2 separate regions of the Mus musculus genome follow, and region 2 is linked to region 1. Evidence: chromatin contacts called from public promoter capture Hi-C data. All regions are on one chromosome and are shown on one strand. Each heading gives the region's core, a stretch centred on a gene start, on an enhancer-like site or on the middle of the called end of the contact. The rest is flanking DNA. Distances are from core to core; before and after follow the strand shown.

Region 1 (3,901 bases), core at 835-3,334:
AGCACCTTTACTCTCTTTTGTATGCATGTTGGTTGTGAGAAATCTGATCTTTGTAGGTCAATTTAAAGTTTGTATCGGCAACTCACGATTTACCCTCTTACGTGAGTAGAGATTAGACTGGTAACACCATGGGTGAACAAATGAAAGTTAATGTTATTACTCTTCTTTAAACACATGGCACAAGCAGAAATTGCCTAGTGATTTTCACTAACTATACTATTTTTAAATTTAAATTTGGTTTTATTTTATGTGTATGGGAGCTTTGCCTGCGTGTATCTCTGTCCATCATGTGCATGCCTGGTGCCTGTGGAGCCCAGGAGAGGGAAGTGGATCCCTTGGAACTGGAGTTGCGGATAGACGTGAAGCACCATGTGGGATGTGGGTGCTGGGGATTGAACCCAGGTTCTCTACAAGAACAGCAACCACTGAGCTATCTCTCTAGTCCTCAATTATGCTACTTTTTGAAAAGAGCTTCTAGGGTCCCAATGTGACCGTTTGCAGTAAGTACTAGCTTCTCTTTCCCAAGGTAATGTATATGTGTATGTGGTATATTATTATTTGTGTTTGGTATAAGGTATATGTGTGTGACATATGCTGTATGTGTGTGATATATGGTATATATGTATGATATATGCTGTATATGTGTATGTATATATTCATGTGTGTGGAGGTCAGAGGACATCAGATATCCTGTTCTATTACTCTCTAACTTATTCCCTGGTTGGGGGGGGGGGGATCTCTTACTGAACCTGGAACTGGGCTACCTGCTAATTAGCCCCAGAGATTCATTTAACTCTACTCCCTACAGCTGTTTGAGGCATGTGCATAGTCAAACCTGGCTTTCACTGTGAGTGTTGGAGATTTGAACTCAGGTCCCCGTGCTTGCACAGCAAGCACTCTTTCCCGCTGATCCATTTCCTCAGACTCTATAGTGCTTATTAAACTGCAGTTTTAATGTTCACACCCATTTGCACTTGCTGAACGGTATTCTGCATTCTAGGTCACCATCTACTAATTGATAGGCACTAGTGATGAAGGCCATGATCCTGGGCCATAAAGACTTCCCCGTGTAGTCAAGACAGAAATACAAACAGTCCTGTGTTACTTATGCAATTCCTCGTAGTTGCCAATTTCGTTCTACAAATGCATTTATTCCTAAGACAGATCACACCCTCCACTCTCCCACTTTGGAAATTGTTAGTGTAATAGCTTTATCTTTTAAAAACTATGCACACAAACGTCCATACAATGTTCAGTGTTGTTTGGAAACATTTATATGTAAATGGCATTCTTAGAGTCTCGCTCTGCGATTCGTGTTTTCATCATCATTTTGGTTTTACGGCTGACGTATATGAAGATGGTATTTTCAATTGTATTGCACTTATAATTATGCATTATTCATCTAGTCCCTAAGGGTGGGGCATTTAGGTTACTCTTCACTCGCAGCTATTAATAGGTTATAAAGAGTATTCCTGGTTCTTCTTTCTATTTTCTACACCTTTGACTAGAGTTTCAAGCTCCTGCTGTCTCTTGAAAGCCTCCCCTAAATTCTTCTAGACCCTAGAGCGGACGATTCCAGTGTCCCAAGCACCTTGCTACACGAAGTTCACTAAAAGAACCAAGGATGGGTGGGTGGATGGACGGATGAATGAACGAAATGCCCAGAGCATCTTAAGGAATGTCCTCTTAAGAGTACTTTGGCGCCTTTGCCCTCTGCCTTCCGTTGACAGTCTCGTTTTTGCTCTCCCTCATTCCTCTAACCAGCCAAGAAGTGTGTGGGTGGGTGTGTGGGGCATGAGGTCTGCCTCTCTCTACAAGTTCAGGACCCGGGTAAACCCTAGTGTTTGATGTTGGGCGCTTCAGCCGCCCCCCTTTCCGAGCTCATGGGCGGGCTCGGCGGTCGAGCGGGCGGAGTACGGGGTGCTGCTCACTCAGATCCCTCCGCGCGCAGAGGACCGGCGCTTCTTTCTGCGGGAAACCCCTGGGCGCGCGGCGGCGACGGGGGCGGAGCCTCGCGGTGGGAGGAGGCCGAGGCGGAAGGACACGCGGGCCGCCCAGCCGCGCGGCGCAGCCAGAAACTTTCAGCCAAACTTCGGGCGGCGGCCTGGCTGCGCGGAGTGCAGGGGCGGCGCAGCGGGAGCTCCAGGACTCAGCGAGCCGCGGGGGCAGGGTAGAGCACGCGAGAGCCGGGCTCCTGGTCGGGACCCGCTCCCCATGCGGATCTGCTCTGGCTGCGGCCCCGAAGATGCCCGCTCTGCGTCCCGCCGCGCTGCGGGCGCTGCTGTGGCTCTGGCTGTGCGGCGCGGGCCCCGCGCACGGTGAGTACCGGGCGCCCGGGAGACCATCCCTCTCTGTCTCTGCGCTACGGGGACTGCGTCTTCCAAACTGCCTCGTCCGGGCCTCGAGTCTTGGCAACGCGTAGCGTCCCGGGTTCCGCGTTAGCGGGGTCTCGGGCGAGCAGCTCGCGGGCCGAGGTGCGAGTGTGGTCGGGAGGGCGGCGGGGGCTTGCGGCGTTCCCAGCTTTTGACACCCGGATCGGTCGGTTTGTCCGGAGGAGGAGTTGGGCGTGGGGCTTAGGTCTTGGATAGGTGGAGGCAGCAGTGGGGGAACTGGTGTGGCAGCGTGCTGAGCCACATGATTGAAAATCTCAACTGCTGTTATTCTTTCCGAGGCGCGGAGCTCTGCTGCGGTTCCAGTGTGCGTCCAGCCCCAGGAATGTGGTGTGACGATCCCCAACTCCTCCAACCTGGCAGCAGCTTGCTGCTCTTTTGGCACCGTTGGGGGTGGGGCAGGGGCAGGCGAGGAAAAGTGGAGACGTTGCTTGATCCGAAGTGCTTGCTTAGAAAGGCTTGTTATGGTGGGATATTCCGTGCCCCCTCGCTAACTTGGTGGGAGCCAGGAAAGGAAATCGGATCATATTTTACCCACTCCACCCACATCTTTAGATTTTACATTTCTTTGGAATGTTGTATGGAAAGAACTTCGGCTTTGGAGTCCAGCTCTGTAATCCTGGATTCAAATCTTCTGTATTAACTCACCAATAAAATGGGGATGAAATTACCCAGCTAATAGGATTAATTAAAAGAATGTATATTAAACCCGTAGCACTTAAAAGATGTTCAGAAAAGTTGTTTCAGGGCAGGAGCAGCGGTTTGGTCTGTGCTTCCAATGGGGCTATGTCTTGTACTGGTTTGAAGTCTGTGCTTCCAGTGGGGCTATGTCTTGTACTGGTTCGAAGTCTGTGCTTCCAGTGGGGCTATGTCTTGTACTGGTTTGAAGTCTGTGCTTCCAGTGGGGCTATGTCTTGTACTGGTTTGAAGTCTGTGCTTCCAGTGGGGCTATGTCTTGTACTGGTTTGTTGAACTGGTAGGGTCCCCCTTTACTCAAGAACAATTAACTTTTACCAGAAAAACTCTAGTACATTTCCTCAGAGAAGGGATGAGTTTCAGAAAAGTATGGTCTTTGTTCATTGTAACAGGCAGCTGACATGCCAATCGCAGATGCTTTGAGGAAGACTCGATTATTTATCACCTGCAAACAGTGCTGGGCTGTCCAGCATCAACCAGATACTTTCTGGAAAATTAGAATGTCATACATTGCTGGGTCTGTAGGTTTTCAGAAGTGGACCAGGATTGAATTCAGGATTGAATGGTTCCCGAAAGTTTTCCTCAAAACTCAACGATGGCATTCTTGCCTTGCCCCTTTTCTTTGAGTGAAGCTGTTAGCCCTCAGTGTAGACTTAGTGTAAAGAGCTGTATGATTAGTGTGGTTTTTTTTCTGAGGATGAAAGTGCTTGGTCCCCCACGACTTGTTTTACATAGTAAAGTAACTTTAGTCTTCATGACCTGTGTCTTTTCCCATATGGAATAGGATTCAAAGCCTAACTATTTTTCTCTTGAGT
Region 2 (3,901 bases), core at 537-3,036, 230 kb after region 1:
TTGGGACCTGGACACCTATGAATTGAGGCTGCACTGGCTTCCTCTTCCTCATAATCGCTATATACCACTGAAGCAAATATACCACTGAATTTTGTCACAAACTCAGAACAAAGCTTGAAAAATCTCAAGGCATTACTTGAGAAGCAACAGGGATAGATGGGTGTTTCTCAGCTCGATCGGATAGAGTGATGTCCAGAAGGTTTAGCCGAGCACATCTCTGGATAAGTCTGAGAGTGTGTCCAGAGAGGAGTCAGGGGAAGACCTGCCTTGCTTGTGGGTGGCATAATCCTACAGGCTGGGGATCCTAATGGAAATCCAGGGGAAGAAGGAGAGAGCCTGCCAGCACAGTCCTTCCTGAACTAATGCCTGACTGTTCTTCTCTGCCACACCCTCCCTGCCTTGACAGAAACCTTCTTAAAATGAGCCGAATCACCTCCCTTTCTGCATCCAGGTGTCCTGCTCAGGGCACTGCCACACCAGTCCAGCCTAGCTGTGGAGGTGTGATTAGGTTGGTAAAGCAGTCTGTATATTTTTTCACATTGTGAAAGTTTTTTTTTTTTTCTCTCGTCAAAGGTAGCTACGGGGATGGGGGTGGGGGAGGGACGTGTAGGAGGGGCAAGGCTAACATTTCATAAATCCCCCCTCCACCCCCCTATTTTAATCTCCCTTACCTGGTAAACGTTTTGTTTACACAAAGGTCGAGTTGCAACACTTGGGAGTCTGGAACCTGCCCTTTCCCCCTGTCTTTCATTTCCTTTGCGCCAATTCTTTTAAAACTAGTCAATCTGCAAAGACCGTGAGGTCAGAGCCAGGACAGAAGGACAAAGACTGTCACCACTTATCTTACCATCAAAACTAAGAGATCCCCCTACCCCCTGTGCTTGCTAGCTTCCTGTGCAACGTTTTTGTAAAAAGATATCGCCTTGCCCAGCTCCCTTCTTTTTGCTTGCATGCTCCTTTGTGCAAAGCTGAAGTGATCCTTTTTTGTTTTGAACAATGCAGATAGACAAGGAAAGAAAGAAAGAAAGAAAGAAAGAGAGAGAGAGAGAGAGAGAGAGAGAAAGAGAGAGAGAAAGAAAGAAAGAAAGAAAGAAAGAAAGAAAGAAAGAAAGAGAAAGAAAAAAAGGGGCATGAATCTTGTTGTCAAACATTTCCAATCCCAGATCTACTGACTAATAGTGGCATGGCATTGCTCAATCTCTCTGAGGCTATTTTTCCATTTGCAAAATAGAAACAAACAAACGACTGTCTTAAAAGATCATTGAATAAATTTAATGAAATTATGGACAGGTATTTAAACTGGGAGCACAGCCACATGTGTCCCTAGATAACGAGAGCCATACCTGCTCAACGAAGAAAGGATTTCACCGGCTGCTGTAATTATATTGTCACTAGGTATTATCCCGGGTTTAACAGAAAGCTCTGAAACTTGATTAAAATTCCTGAGGGTCTCAGTTACCAAAGCTGTCACAGGACACAGGCAGGTTAGTTGTTTGTATCTGAAGCCACAGAGCAGTGACATTGGCTACCCACTAGAAAACACGAGGTGAGCAAAATACAAATAAACAAATAAATAGAAAAAAAAAGGGCTGTGTTAAAACATCTTTGAATACATTTGATGAAATTGTGGACAGGTATTAAATCAACTTGTGGCTGATTCTGCAAAGCCCAAGGAAGCAGCCCAGCAGCCTGGCTGTGCTTCCGGGGGGAAATTTTGAACATGGGAGGGGCCTGTGCGAGTGTGGAGTCAAACAAAGCCCTGACCTGACATTCCTTTCCCTGGATACCCAGTAGGTATCTGAGCTGAGAGCCACACAGGAGGCTCAGAGCCGCCACTGAACTGAGTAATAGCTGTGCTCGGTGATGAGACTAAGCTGAAAAGGGGTTGTTCTGGAAGACCAGTGCAGAGGGGTTTGCAAGGTTGTTCAGCGCAGGGCAATGGAACTTTTTTTTTTTTTTTTTTTCTGAGACAGGGTTTCTCTGTGTAGCCCTGGCTGTTCTGGAACTCACTCTGTAAACCAGGTTGGCCTTGAACTCAGAAATCCACCTGCCCCTGCCTCCCAAGTGCTGGGATTAAAGGCGTGTGCCACCACTGCCCCATAAGGGCAATGGAACTTTATCTGGAGTTTTCAGACTTTCAGTGTGACTGTGGGCTGAACTGTTAGGTGATATTGATATCAGAACACCGGGCTGTTGCAGCTCCCTTGCAGACTGTCTGCAGCTGCAGGAAGCCCAGGAAACAAGCCCAGGAGTATGAGTGCTGCAGCTGTAGTCTCACAGTGGGGGTAGGATGAGGGGGTAGGAGTGGGATGGGGTGGCTTCCACTCACAGCACCTGGAAGGATTGCTTGAATCCCTAAGTTATGTATTTGAGAAGAAGAAATGTGGGAAGCCACATGTGCCGTTGCAGAGTGGCACTGACTACTGCTGGCCACCACGCATAAGTTTGGACAAACAACCAATGTGTACATATGCAGTAAAGTTTTTTGCAAAGACACTGCCTGGCCCGGGCATGATAATGAGGCTTTGGGAGTATAACCAATCAGATGTGAGACATGCAAATGAGGTATGATAATGAGGCTCTGTGAGGTACAGAGAGAGAGAGAGTAGCCAATCAGATGAGGAACATGCAAATGAGGCTTAGTGCATAACCAATCCGGGTGTGAGACATGCCTCTCCTAGGCCTATATAAGTAGCACCAGTTCTGGGCTCGGGGTCTCTTCGCCTCTGCAATCAAGCTCTCCCAATAAACGTGTGCAGAAGGATCCTGTTGCAGCGTCGTTACTGCTGGCCAGTCTGGCGCACGCAAGAAAGAAACTTCACATGCCAAGTTCCAGCCCCAACAGACATTTGAAGTGAGCCCAGAACAACATGCGAGAACATACTGAGAACCTTGACCTAGTCTGGCCACTGGAGAAACCAGGTTCTACCAGATCAAGCTTTCCAGAAACCATTTGTAGAGAGACGTTAATGGACGGACACACCTGTGCTCCCTGGACACCTGGGAGCCCAACCTAATTGTCCTTTTTTAGTTCCCACAGGCACTGAATGCACATGGTGTACAGACATACATACAGGCAATAAATTCACACACATAAAACAGTAAATCTAAAAAATAAATTAGTAAAACAAAACCCCAGAGCCATCCCACAGAGGAGCTGTGTTAGTTAAGTGCTTGCCCAGGACTGGAATTTGATTCTCAGAATCCACATTTTAAAAGCTGGGTGCATGTGCATCGCCCCTCAGTTGTCAGCTCTGTCCGCTGCCACCTGGGTGCGCAACTCACTTCCTACATCCAGTCTGTGCCCTCCGACCTCATAGGACCCATGTATTTATTTTCCGTGAGTTTTTATTTATGCTGTAACTCGTGTCAAGCATTGGTTAAAGGGACATCAGGCCCAGCCTTGAGGAATCAGTAGATGCTTTTTAAAGCACAGTGGTGTCCCCCACCAGGTCACCCGCAGTGATACTTTGCAAGGGTCCAGACCCCAGGGCAGGCTGATCCCCCAACATACTGAATGGCCATTTCGTCCCTCCCCACCCATAGGTCTGGCCTGGTCACAGGTCCCCCTGGTCCTCCTGTGCCCAGACCTCACTCTGCGCCTGCACCAGGGCAGGAAAGGGCTGGCTTCTCTGGATCTTTCTCTTACATCATTTATCGTGGACTAGCCAGTGCTCCATGTCCACCCCAATAAAAGGATCTTTCCTAGCGCCCCCCCCCCCAAGCGGAGTGCAGTGGCCTGTTTACAATCCCAACTTTGGGTAAATGGGGACAGGAGATTCCTTGGGGCTTACTGGACATCCAGCTTAGCCTGCATTGGCATGGTGCTAAGAGTGGTGGTGGCTTGGTTTTTTAAAGTGGGGTGGGGGGAGGAATCACCTGAAAAGTGTCACCTGAGATT

The links. Promoter capture Hi-C pulls out the DNA fragments that hold promoters and counts their contacts.
Region 2: a contact with region 1 is called in a promoter capture Hi-C map of liver, with 2.3 times the contacts expected there. The contact joins the enhancer-like site here to the promoter of Notch2 in region 1. A contact is called at or near these places in 5 of 39 promoter capture datasets (the SN4741 cell line, cranial neural crest, liver and 1 more) and 3 of 115 datasets of contacts at active chromatin or transcription factors (the SCID.adh cell line, forebrain and pancreatic cancer cells).

Annotation. Positions count from the first base shown.
Region 1 is chr3:98,011,454-98,015,354 of GRCm38.p6, forward strand. Notch2 (notch 2) reads left to right here and starts at 2,085. Exons shown (of 34, transcript NM_010928.2): 1 at 2,085-2,318. The coding sequence starts at 2,246.
Region 2 is chr3:98,245,380-98,249,280 of GRCm38.p6, forward strand. No RefSeq gene overlaps it. Among named protein-coding and RNA genes, the nearest start is that of Reg4, 25 kb to the left of the region's middle. Within about 2 kb of position 1,787, at least 19 of the 459 cell types and tissues checked have an H3K27ac peak or open chromatin away from gene starts, as enhancers often do. A contact at or near this core is called in the SCID.adh cell line and liver, where this site is marked.